Linked DNA regions of Rattus norvegicus: region 2 is linked to region 1. Evidence: chromatin contacts called from public Hi-C data. All regions are on one chromosome and are shown on one strand. Each heading gives the region's core, a stretch centred on a gene start, on an enhancer-like site or on the middle of the called end of the contact. The rest is flanking DNA. Distances are from core to core; before and after follow the strand shown. Region 1 holds the start of Pcdh18 (protocadherin 18). Region 2 has its middle 97 kb from the start of Pcdh18.

The links. Hi-C and Micro-C count contacts between places; a contact is called where the count stands out from the background.
Region 2: a Hi-C map of liver shows a contact between it and region 1, with 2.6 times the contacts expected there. The contact joins the enhancer-like site here to the promoter of Pcdh18 in region 1. A contact is called at or near these places in 4 of 12 Hi-C or Micro-C datasets (Schwann cells, frontal cortex, kidney and 1 more).

The regions. Positions count from the first base shown.
Region 1 is chr2:135,993,364-135,999,724 of GRCr8, reverse strand. It overlaps Pcdh18 (protocadherin 18), which reads left to right and starts at 2,899. Exons shown (of 4, transcript NM_001100524.2): 1 at 2,899-5,807. The coding sequence starts at 3,321.
Region 2 is chr2:136,090,156-136,096,516 of GRCr8, reverse strand. No RefSeq gene overlaps it. Among named protein-coding and RNA genes, the nearest start is that of Pcdh18, 97 kb to the right of the region's middle. Within about 2 kb of position 3,411, at least 39 of the 93 cell types and tissues checked have an H3K27ac peak or open chromatin away from gene starts, as enhancers often do.

The DNA of each region.
Region 1 (6,361 bases), core at 1,650-4,149:
CCATTTCTCTATGCATATTGATGGATAAACAAGAGAGGAGGGGTGTGATGGAGAAAATATACCCGACAGACCAGACACAGTCAACTTCAAATCCAAAGGCACAGGGCCATTTTGTTCTCATATCTGAACTCACTTACATGGTCACAGTGTTCAAGCAATGAGAACGCTCCTCTTCCTAGTCAAAGGAGCTGCCATATCTAGGTGATGGATGTTTAGGAACATGCTGTTTGCTTTCTTCCATTGGTTGCCTAAGAAGTTCTTTGAGAAGGTCATCTGCTTGTTAACACATTTGTGAAAGCTTAAAGAAATAAGTTGTATCCGGTCATGGTCAAGGGACTGGGTAAACAAAGCTTACTCATCTTCCCCCTCAGGTGTAGTCTGTGAGATTTGGACTTGTTTGTTTGTTTTGTTTTTGTACTTTGTAGTTGTAAGAAATAATGAAATTTTGAACTGTTAGAATTAGTGAAACATTATACATAGATAGACAGACAGATAGATAGATAGATAGATAGATAGATAGATAGATATTAGAACAGCCCCTGAGTTATACCTTTTACTGAATTGAGATTTGCAACGCAGATGAAGCTGACTTTGAACTCAGAGTTTCACTTGCCTCCCAAGTATTAGTTTAAAGTATCATGCCCTTAGACCCTGGATTCTACCCCTAGTACCATAGGCGGGGGAAAAATGGATACATGATATGTAAACCACTCAGGAAGACATTAGCCTCTGAAAATGAAATTATATTTGGTTTCCATAGTGCTGTAAGTGTAAAAGCCATACTCCATGAGATGGTTCCATGATTGTTAGAGTCATAATCACAGAAACACATTCCGAATGGCTACATCTCACCTGTCAATTTATGATAAACACCTTGGGGTATGACACTGAAGTCATTTTCATAACATTTGTGATAAAGACTCGATAAAGCACTCTAAACAAACAGAAGACAGATCCTGTAAATGAAGGTGAGCAAGCCAAGGCATGAGTTCTAGCAGTATGCTCACCACATTCACAGAGCTAAGTCCTCAAACTCTTAGGTTTAGATGACTTTGGAATTCTCCCCCTAGTTCTCTAAAGCCTGAACTGATATAATTATTGGCTCAGATTGTTAGGGACATAGGCCAGATGGCTGTGACTTTCTTAAGTCCCAGTTGCTTGTGACAGTTTTCCGAGTTTGTCTATAGGGTTTGGGGATCAGCAGTTTGAAAGGGTGGCAAACTTGTAAAATGGCATTATTCATGGGGCACAGTGTTCATCAGCGTGACCTAGCACTAACCACATTCATTACAGACATTCCTATTCTGCACAATTTGACACACAGCACTGGTTTTGGGGTGTGTGGGGGAAGACAATGGCTCATAAAATGCTTTTGAATGCTTAAAATGAAGGAGAGTTTGTACTGGGACTCTTCTCTGATTTCTTCTTGGGGAAGAATCTTCCCGGTGACTGTGGCTGAGTTCTGCTGAGAGTAAGCAAAGCGGAAAAAATCAGAAAATTACTTTTTTTAAAATGTGTTTCTGGGGGCAAAATAGGAGAAAATAAATGGAAAATAAAGTTACAGGGAGATTTTGTGAAGCAGGGAATTTGCAAGTAGCTGAAGACAGCTGAGGAATAATGCAAAAGGTGGGGGGAGGGTAAGCAAGAATGGAGCCAGAGTGATAAACTTAAAAGGAGGCGCAGAGCAGAAAGAACATCATAAATAAGTGTATTTCCCAATGAGAATACCATATCAACCCCGTGACCTGGATACAGCACCATACTCCTGAGATATTTCAAGCACTCTGATGCACACGAAATGCAATTTTCAGCTCAGGCATTTTATTTCTCAGTGTAAACAACATTTGGGTTTTTAAAATACATATCTGGAAACTGTTTTCATAAATAATGTATGTATTATAAAAATTTGACTTGTAAACCATTGAGCCCATGTCCCCTCAGCACTCATTGTGAAAACTCACTCTGGATAGATAGTGCTCCATTGGAAGAATTCGCTAGGCGAATGCTATCAATTTTACCCAAGCTATCAATTTTGCCCAAGATAAATAGATTTTTTTTTAAGTGCAAGACAAATATCAGGAAAGATTTTTGCTCAAACTAAAGAAAGGGCTGAAATAAGGTAGTATTCCTTTGCTAATTAGTTCCAAACTCTGAGGTGTTCCTTTAAATCTTGCTAATTAAGAGAAATCAGGAGTGCGAGATAGGCCCCTTTCTTATCTTCAAAGAGAAAAAAGATGAAAGAAAGAAGAAAATGAAACCTCTCCACTTGGGCTGTTCTTTAAAACAGAGCTCCAAGAAAATCGGCTTGTGTGCTCCTTGGAGGAGAAAAGACCCGCCGAGGGGGAGGGGAAGGTGCATAATTAGAAGCAAGTTTCCCCATTTTATTAAATTCCTCCACCGACAAAATTCACTTGGAGGTATTTTAAGTGAAACCAGCAGTTAAGGAACCCTGAAAAAAAAGCAAGATGATTACATGTTTGTGGCAGAAGAAAAGGGCAATTAAGAAAACAAGAACTATTTAATGTGCCATATAAATACAGGCGACCAGAAGTTGATTTAAAGTTTTTTCTTCCTTTCTTTTTCCTTTCCCTCCCAGTCTCCCCACCCCCATTCCCCTCTCCTGCTGTAATTTGTCTCCCCTTTGTCGCGGCACGCTTGGAGAAAGTGGATGGAGATGGAGGAGGGGCGGGGAGGACTGAACCCCACCCCCCAGCCGCGCTCCCGCGCCCCTAGCGGGTCCCCAGCCCGCGCCCGCCACCCTCCCGCTCCCACCCTCCACGCGCGCCCTCCCTCGCTCCGGTGACTCCAGCAGCTTCGGATTTGGAAGCTCGCTGATTGGCTGGAAGCGATTCAACACACGCCAGGCAAAGAGCTTTGTCTGAGTTGAAGTGAAGTTGTAGAGATTTTCAGACTGGAGTCAGCAATCACGGGTGTTTAGTCTGCAGCGGAGCAGAGAAAAGGAAAGGGGGAAAAAAAATCAAGAATCGCCCGGGAAAGACACACTGCAGACTCCTCCGGCACCCTGCAATAGATGGGGACGGAGTCCACGCAGGGAGGCAGGCCGAGGTGACACGCTGCTCCCAGCCAGGAGGACCGGCAGCCACCCGGACTAGGAGGGGACTTCAGGCTCCTGTCTGGAAGACGCCAAACGGTGTGTATGAAAACTGAAGTTTGCGAGCTGTTAATTGCTGTGTGATTAAGAGTCGCTTTCAAGACTCAGAGACCCGATGTGGCTGAGAGCTCTGAGTGGCGGGGAGGAAGTTGAAGGGATTGCTGGGCTCTTCTAACTGTCCCTGAGAAGGGAATCTAGCAACTGACCAATGCACCAAATAAATACTAAAATGCACTTTAGATTCGCACTTTCACTTCTGATGGCGTTTTTCAGCCACGATGTCCTGGGTAAGAATCTGAAATACAGGATTTATGAGGAGCAGAGGGTCGGATCGGTAATTGCTAGACTATCAGAAGATGTGGCTGATGTTTTACTGAAGCTACCAAATCCTTCTGCCATTCGTTTTCGAGCCATGCCACGGGGGAATTCTCCTCTCCTGGTCGTAAATGAGAATACCGGAGAAATCAGCATAGGGGCTAAAATCGACCGCGAGCAACTATGCCAAAAGAACTTGAACTGTTCGATAGAGTTTGATGTGCTCACTCTGCCGACCGAGCATCTGCAGCTGTTCCATATTGAAGTGGACGTGTTGGACATTAATGACAATTCCCCTCAATTCTCGAGACCCGTCATTCCCATTGAGATATCGGAGAGCGCAGCAGTTGGGACTCGCATCCCTCTGGACAGTGCGTTCGACCCCGATGTTGGGGAAAATTCCCTCCACACCTACTCGCTCTCTGCTAATGATTATTTTAATATCGAAGTGCGGACCAGGACGGACGGGGCCAAGTATGCTGAACTCATAGTGGTGAAAGAGTTGGATCGGGAGCTGAAGGCTAGCTATGAGCTGCAGCTCACGGCCTCTGACATGGGAGTGCCTCAGAGGTCTGGGTCCTCCATCCTGAAAATAAGCATTTCGGATTCCAACGACAACAGCCCGGCCTTTGAGCAGCCCTCTTACACAATACAACTCTTAGAAAACTCCCCAGTTGGAACCTTGCTCCTCGATCTAAATGCCACTGATCCTGATGAGGGCGTTAATGGGAGAATTGTATATTCTTTCAGCAGCCATGTGTCTCCCAAAATTATAGAGACTTTTAGGATCGACTCAGAAAGAGGACACTTGACTCTTTTCAAGCCGGTGGATTATGAAATCACCAAGTCCTATGAGATAGATGTTCAAGCCCAAGATCTGGGTCCCAATTCCATTCCTGCTCATTGCAAAATTATAATTAAGGTCGTGGATGTCAATGACAATAAGCCTGAAATTAGCATAAACCTCATGTCCCCTGGAAAAGAAGAAGTGTCTTATGTTTTTGAAGGGGATCCCATTGATACATTTGTTGCTATCGTCAGGGTTCAAGACAAGGATTCTGGGCTGAATGGGGAAATAATCTGTAAGCTTCATGGGCATGGGCACTTTAAACTTCAGAAGACTTATGAAAACAACTACTTAATCTTGACCAATGCCACTCTGGATAGAGAAAAGAGATCTGAGTACAGTTTGACTGTGATTGCTGAGGACAAGGGAACACCCAACCTCTCTTCAGTGAGACATTTTACTGTTCAAGTCAATGACATAAATGACAATCCACCTCGCTTCCAGAGGAGCCAATATGAATTTGTCATCTCAGAGAATAATTCGCCAGGGGCGTACATCACCACAGTTACAGCCACCGATCCAGACCTGGGTGAAAATGGGCATGTGACATACACCATTTTGGAGAGTTTTGTCTTGGGAAGTTCCATTACCACGTATGTAACCATTGATCCATCCAATGGCGCCATCTATGCCCTCAGGATCTTTGATCATGAGGAAGTGAGTCAGATCACTTTTGTGGTGGAAGCAAGGGATGGAGGGAGTCAGAAGCAACTCTCAAGCAACACCACAGTTGTGCTGACCATCATTGACGAGAATGACAATGTCCCTGTGGTTGTAGGGCCTGCAATGCACAACAACACTGCAGACATCTCCATCCCCAAAGGAGTCGAAAGTGGTTTCCATGTCACAAGACTAAGGGTAGTGGACAGAGACTCTGGTGCAAATGCTGAATTCACCTGCTCCATAGTAGCTGGTAATGAGGAAAACATCTTTATCATAGATCCAAGGTCATGTGACATCCATACCAACGTCAGCATAGACTCCATTTCCTCCACCGAATGGGCACTTTCAGTTATCATCCAGGACAAGGGCAATCCTCCTCTGCACACCAAAGTCCTCCTGAGGTGCATGGTCTTTGACTATACAGAATCTGTGACAAGCACAGCCATGACTTCTGTCAGTCACGCATCCTTGGATGTGTCTATGATCATAATTATTTCCTTAGGGGCAATCTGTGCAGTGTTGCTGGTTATTATGGTACTGTTCGCCACGAGGTGCAATAGAGAAAAGAAAGACACCAGGTCCTACAACTGCAGGGTGGCAGAATCCACTTACCAGCATCATCCCAAAAGGCCGTCCAGGCAGATTCACAAAGGAGACATTACACTGGTGCCCACCATCAATGGTACTCTGCCCATCAGATCTCACCACAGATCCTCTCCATCTTCATCTCCAACCTTGGAAAGGGGGCAGATGGGCAGCCGCCAGAGTCACAACAGTCACCAGTCACTCAACAGTTTGGTGACCATCTCCTCAAACCACGTGCCAGAGAATTTTTCATTAGAACTCACCCATGCCACTCCTGCTGTTGAGGTAAGATCATAGCTGCAGCTCCTGGCAAAGCCAGCTGCTGTTAATGCTCAGAGGTTGCACAGTAATCACACCTTTAAGGTTGTCATTGATAAATGACAGTATGCAATTCCACTAGGACGCAAGCCACAGTGTGTGCCTATCTCAAGTAAACAGTGTGGCATATTCTTTATATATATATAAATAATTTACTTGTGGCTGTTATGTGTAATGTCTCACATGGGACAGAGTCCCTGCACTTCTCAGAATAAGATGCTGAGAAGGAAAAAAAAATTGAAAGGGACCCAGCTATTCTCATTGTTAAAATTTCTCCTGAAAAAAATCACCCATCTGGGTCTTCAGGATCTCATTCCAATGCATGCCGTCTTTGGAAAACTTTGTGCAGTTTTCTGGCCTTCTGGCATTATTTTAATTACCTGGGCTAACAGTATATTTTACTGAGTTTCTCTTATTTTAATTATATATTTTAAATTTATTTTTAATTATATTTTTCCTCTTGTTTTTTTATATTTGACTGTTTTATCTAAACTGTAAGGGAAAGCGGTTATTTAAAAAGT
Region 2 (6,361 bases), core at 2,162-4,661, 96 kb before region 1:
GTTCTTAGTATACCTGTTTGCATGCCAGTGCATATGTGTATATTACTGCACCTACGTGTGTATTAGTGCATGTGTGTAGGCAGGTGCACATTGTACATGATAGTGGTTATGTGCTTTAGTGTACATGTGTGTCCAGGTATACACGGTAGTATGTTTACCACAGGCTAACTTGAGCTACCATGCTTCAGTCTCCACGTTTGTGTTTTGAGGCAGGGTCTTTCTCTGTTTTATATTGTCTGGTTAGGGGCACCTGGGGACCCTCCTGTGTCGGGTTGTCCAGCCAGCCCTAGTTTTACAAGAGCCAGCCTCCACACCTAGATTGTTTCCTTTCTTATCATAGGTTCTGGGCCTTGAGCTCAGGTCCTTCTACTTGTAAGTCAACCATATTGCATACCATTTTCTCAGGACGGAACCAACCCACTTCTAGCAGGGAATTTTGAAGTGTTACTCTGCTTCACTAATTGGATTCCTGAGAAAAGAAACACTGAATCAAATCACATGCCACTATAACTCCCCGACTTCACCAGCAAAGAAAACACACCCAAGGAGACTGAGAATTTCTGAACACAGTATTTGCAATGCATGTCACGCAACCCAGATCTAAAGAGGTTTGCTTTTCAGTACTATTTTTTTTTTCAAAGAATCTCATAATGTCCTGTATAAAAATGTGAAGACTAGAAGATAAGATAAAAATCAAAATCAGTTGACCTAACCCTATTTTAATTAGCTCTTTTCTTCCAGGAATGAAGCTGCCTACAGAAATAGTAACGTTTTCATTAAAAGTTAGAGACCTCAAAATGAAACCATATGCCCAGTTGAAGTAAGCTAAGCCCTCAAGCTCCGGAAATACCAATTATCCCTGTTGCTGATTTTTATTTTCTTTTTTTGCTTTTAACTCCAAAAATTTAAACATAGTTCTACATTCTACATTGGCAAGTTCATGCAGTCCTCTACAATGTCACATATTTGTGTGTGTGTGACTTTTACCTTTCTTTTTTATGTTTGATGCTTCCTTAAAGAATTATAGATACTTTTCCTGAATGAAAAAAAACGTGACTTCAACTCACAGTTTAGTTTTTTATGTTCTTTTATTTATTTATTTATTTATTTATTTATTTATTTATTTATTTATTTATTTATTTTTAATGTACCTAAACTGAGTGTGAGCAGAATTAGAAACCTTTTCTGTTCCCTGTTTCCCTGTGTAGTATTATAGCTGCTCAAGGTTGGTTGTCAAGCTTCCGTTTTGTGTGCTTGTGTGTGTTAGTTTGTTGAGGGGTCCACACATTTGTGCAGGTACACAGGCATGTGTGTAGAGATCAGAGGTAAACCTCCACTGTGCTTCCTCAAAAATTATTGACCTTGTTTTTGAGGTAGGATCTCTTAGGGGCTGAAACTTTATGGTGAGGCTGGGAAACATGGTCAGTGAGTTCAGCAACTCTCTCCCCGGCACTGGGAATACACAGTCCTACCAGCCATGCTTCTGTTTACTTGGGTCCTGGGAATTGAATTCTTGTCCCATACGTACATGGCAAGTACTTTACTGATGGTATCATCACCCTAACTTCATCTCCTCTCCTATGAGTGTTTTGTGCACGGGAATGCCCTATGTCCTGATATCATTATTCCACAAGTTACATAATTATGAAGAAGGTCTAATGAAGAGATAATTAGAAATAGAAACACTCCACATGTTTGTTTCTCCGATGGGAGACTCCTCGGCTTCCATTCTGAATGGCTGCTGTAACTACACAGAGATTCACTGAGTTTGGTCTTTGAGCCTGGTTAATTTTAGTGTGCGATATTTTATATTTGCAACATTTTTTAAAGTAACATTTAAGGTAAAAAGATAGCTAGCTCTCATATTGGGTGATGACTTAAAATTTTCTTTAAGCTAAGATTTCTTGCCTCACATACTTCTCAGTTATAATATCTCTGTGCTTTTATTTTCGTTTTTTGCCCTCTGAACCATAGCTGTTTCTTTATTGACTTTTTTTTTTTTTTTTTGGTTAAAATGTGCAACAAGAAGCCATGTTGAGGTATAGATGCCTACCATGGGGAGGTATCTATAGACAAATAGGATTTGGAGTTGTGGTCTCTGATTGGCTAGTGAAGAGCCTGCCTTTATTTAGGGTTAACCGTTCCTTTTCCTTTACGTAAGTGGACAGGTCGCACGTAGCATTTTTCAGAATGTGAGGAGGTCAGAATCTCTTTAAACTTCTCTCTTGCCCGGTTGCTGATTCTTTTTTTTTTTTTTTTTTGGTATTTATTTGCCAAGTGTCTCAGTTGTTTTCCAAGAGGAGAAGTCAATCATTTTACAACTAAAAAGCAAGCAAAGCTAATTACAATCACTAACGTTTGAGTGGCAATGTACAATTTTCTATTTCCTTGAACAGTTGATATAATTCTTACTAATAAAACACGTGACATTGGTTTTTATTTCTCCTTGTAAGCTAATATGTACAAGTCACCTATTCAGTGTCTGACTGACTACTTTTGATTGGACTTCTGTGGCATTTTCTGCTTCTGAATTAGTGAGTTGATCCAATTCATTAGTACAGAGAAGTAATTCAATGTCTATATTATATAGTTACGAAGTAAATTCAGTTCCCATAATGAGTATGATTATCTTTAACGTGCTGGTTAATACCCAACTCCTTATGGATAGGAACATGGATGCAGAAGTTTGGCAATAAGAGTAAGAACTGACCCTATTCAAAATCCATTCCCAAAGTCGCATCCCACAGAAGCCAGCCTCTTGCGTCAATAGAAAAGCAAGACGAGTCTACAATGTGCAGGTCTCATCCAGTCAATGGTTCTTTTTGCAACAAGCCATGTCGTTTTCCTTAACTCCCTTGGGTAATTTATTTATTTGTTTATTTAGTATCTGGCAATGGTCATGTTCTAGATAAAAGAACATTAGTATAACTTGTTATTGCCAAGCATTCTTATAGTAAGGATTCAACAATCTTTTATTTCTATATATTGTACTCTCACGTTGGACAACTTTGGTGAGGAAGTGCATTTTTCAAAAATACAACGTCATAAGTGTTAAAACAAGGCAAAGCAACAGCTGGTAATGAGGAGAAGTGGGAACTCAGTAGATTCTGCCTGCCTCTGAAGAAACTGGCTTGTCTGTCAGATTTGCTTTAAAGATTAATGAAGGTTCTGGAGTTTACAGTTAACCCTTATTAGAACTCCAACTGGACAGAGCAGAGAAAGGACCAATTGCTGTCTCTGTGCCTGCTCTTCAGATATCTGTTTCACAAGACTGATTTCTATTCCCGAGTCTTATAAGGAAAAGGGAGAAAGAGACTTGCTACCCAGCAGCTCAGAGCCATATAACACAGAGTAGAGGCGGTAGGACAAAGCCTTTCCAATGGAGCAGAGGCCAAGCAAACAGATGTGGGGGCAGTGAATAGAAAAGGCTGAACGGTGGCTTTGTTTCTGGCTCTCTGTTGGTTCCTCGGAGAGTCCTCTATACAAGCCGTCCTGGCAGATGACGTGCCTTATAACTCATGGCAGTAGAAACAGAGGGAGCCTGCTACTTGCTAAACACAGGCACTCCGAGCCCTTGGATCTGTTTATTTTAATGAATGTTTATTTTAACGACTGCTTCGTGCATGAACAAACATTTATGGTAATTCTGAAAGGGAATTTATGAAGAGCATAACTGAAAAGCCAAGGTGATCTTGCTTTTTCATCTCCTGACAGATAGCTATCAGGCTCGAGGCTGCATGTACCAAGGAAAAATACCGCACATGACTTTTCAAAGCTCTTCCTCATTGACAGGCACTAAATGACGCTCAAAGTAAAAGATGGTGGGGAGGACTCCGTCCTGGTAAAAAAGTGTCTCTACTGAACCCCCAGTGAACTAGACTATGGGGGGAGGGCGGCAATGGGGGGAGGGTTGGGAGAGGAACACCCATAAGGAAGGGGAGGGGGGAGGGGGATGTTTGCCCGGAAACGGGGAAAGGGAATAACACTTGAAATGTATATAAGAAATACTCAAGTTAATAAAAAAAAAAGTGTCTCTAAAAGGATACATGTGGACAATGTGCTGAACTGACCACATAAGCTCCCTCCACTTTTTAAAGATTAGGAAGGGGAGATCCTGCACACACGGTCTACTTATGTCCATTGATTTATTTCATGAAGAAATATTATGGTTACCTTCTTGCAAAAGGTCACAGAAGTCAGATTTTGGAAGTCTGCCCAGGTTCCTTTAAACAATACCAGGGGTCTTGCCATTTCACGATCCAGCCATCCTCCTTGGGTGGGTGGATAGGTGGATGGGTGAGAGGCAGGGGCTGCCTGCTCTGCACTGCATTGTGTTCTTACCCTACATCAAATAGAATCAACATCATCTCCTAAGACCAGCAGTAGCCCACAGCAATAGAGCATGGAATGTTCCTCATAAATGTGTGCAGTCATATCTGCTTCTTCCCCTGCAGTGGTATTTTATATCAGATGGAAGAAAATAAATGAGTCTTCTAAAAACCAGTGAATTTACAGCTTGGATTTACGATTCTTCCATTGTGGTGTTAACTTCATTAATAACAAATGTGTGCCTGTTTTGCTGAAACTTTCCACTGAGACAAATTACCCCCGTATCCAGGTACAAGAGATGGGGCTGGGAAGGACCTTGAGAAGGGGGACAGGAATAGGCTGAGGGCTCTGACTGTGTCTTCTATTGTGTGTGGTGACTTCAGCATTTTAGAAAGCTACCTTCTCCCTCCAGGAGAGCCTGGGCATTCGCTCTCCTGGCATCTGCATAGTGCTCATTCTTGAGTTCCCTAGTCCTTGTTAAATTCACAAAAGGATTCCTTAAGGGGAGGGAGAAAGACACGGAATCTGTTCCTCGCGTTATGAAATTGCTCTTTCCATCCGAGTTTAAATCCTTGTGTAATACTTGAGGCACTGTTTGGAGATGCTCAGAAGTGGGTGAATTTGTGTGTTTCATCCCTTATTATGTTGTGCACACTTTTTTTACTAATAAGTTGATAAGGTTAAGTGTAGAAACATCTTTTTAATTACAACTGTAGAACGGAGAATGCAGGGAAACAGAGGAAGCATGGCGGCACTGACATCATCTGGGGGGCACTCCATCTTCTCTGCTTATGTGGAGGCAGCTCCTTCAACTTCCCCTTTAGTGTCCACTGACAGGCCCGGGGGCCTGCCTATACGTGACCGTGTCACATGCATTCATGGGCCACAGTGACACTACAGCCTCCTTTGTTCAGAGCCAGATAATTGCTCTCCAGCCCTCTCAGCTGCCATATGGTGCAGTGGAAACCAACTTACAAAGTCAGTCAGAGGGGGCAAAAGACTGACACAGGAAGGGGAGGAAGATCAAGAGACACCAGATGAGACCGATTTGTGTTCAGTGTGAATGCTGAGAGGAGGTGGGGGAGGGCTTTGGGGGAGGGAGGAGTTCTGGGAGGCTGAGAGAGAAAGGAGCGGGGAGGGATTCATGGAAAGCGGATGTTCCTGGAATCTGAAACTTCACAGAGAAGCCAGCCTGCTGCGTGCTAGTCCTATGAGAAGCAGACTCTGTTTATTGTCCTAATATGGCACTTAAAACAGAACACTTTGGGGGTGGGGTGATATCTGTTGGTTATTTCTGCAAGCTGTGGTGTCTCCGCTCTCATTCCTTTACTGTATCTTAGTAGTGACATCGGTCAAACACTTGTGTGCTCTTCGATAAACTTTCACGAACCACTACAACGCACTGCTTAATATGGTTTGGAAATTCTATTGTCATGAATTGTGGCAGAATGTATGTGCTAATCTCCCCGCAAGCTGACCTGGACACAGTGAATTCTGCTTTGAGGACATTTAGTCACCTATGCTTTGGGAGGTGTCTGACAAGTCTTGTGACGGCATAATACATATTTCGTGTTGGTAAATCACCAGAATATTCAGTTTTAAGGAATAGATAGGTTGGGAAAGGTTCTGTGATTGCTTGTTTTATTTTCAATGCTGGGGTACTGAACCTAGGACTTTGTGTATGCTAGAAAGAAATCTTATTTATTTATTTATTGTTTATTTACTTATTTACTTATGTTTATTAAAATGGCCCAAAGCTATCAAGAAAACACATTTTGACACCTTCAGAAGAGGTACATTAAATAAATAAAATTAAATAAAATGAGGCTACTCTTCCACCTGTTTTCTACAGAATACAAAATATACTGCTGTAATGGTTGTTTCCCTGAGATAAAAGAGACAGAGGAAATCGGTTTTACAAGATGTGTCCTGAGAATTCTAGTCATTTCCTCAATAGAACACCAGGTAGAATGCCTGGCACTGGCCTACCTATGAGGCAAGCGAAGCTCTGTGGAAATACTAAGTAGCATGA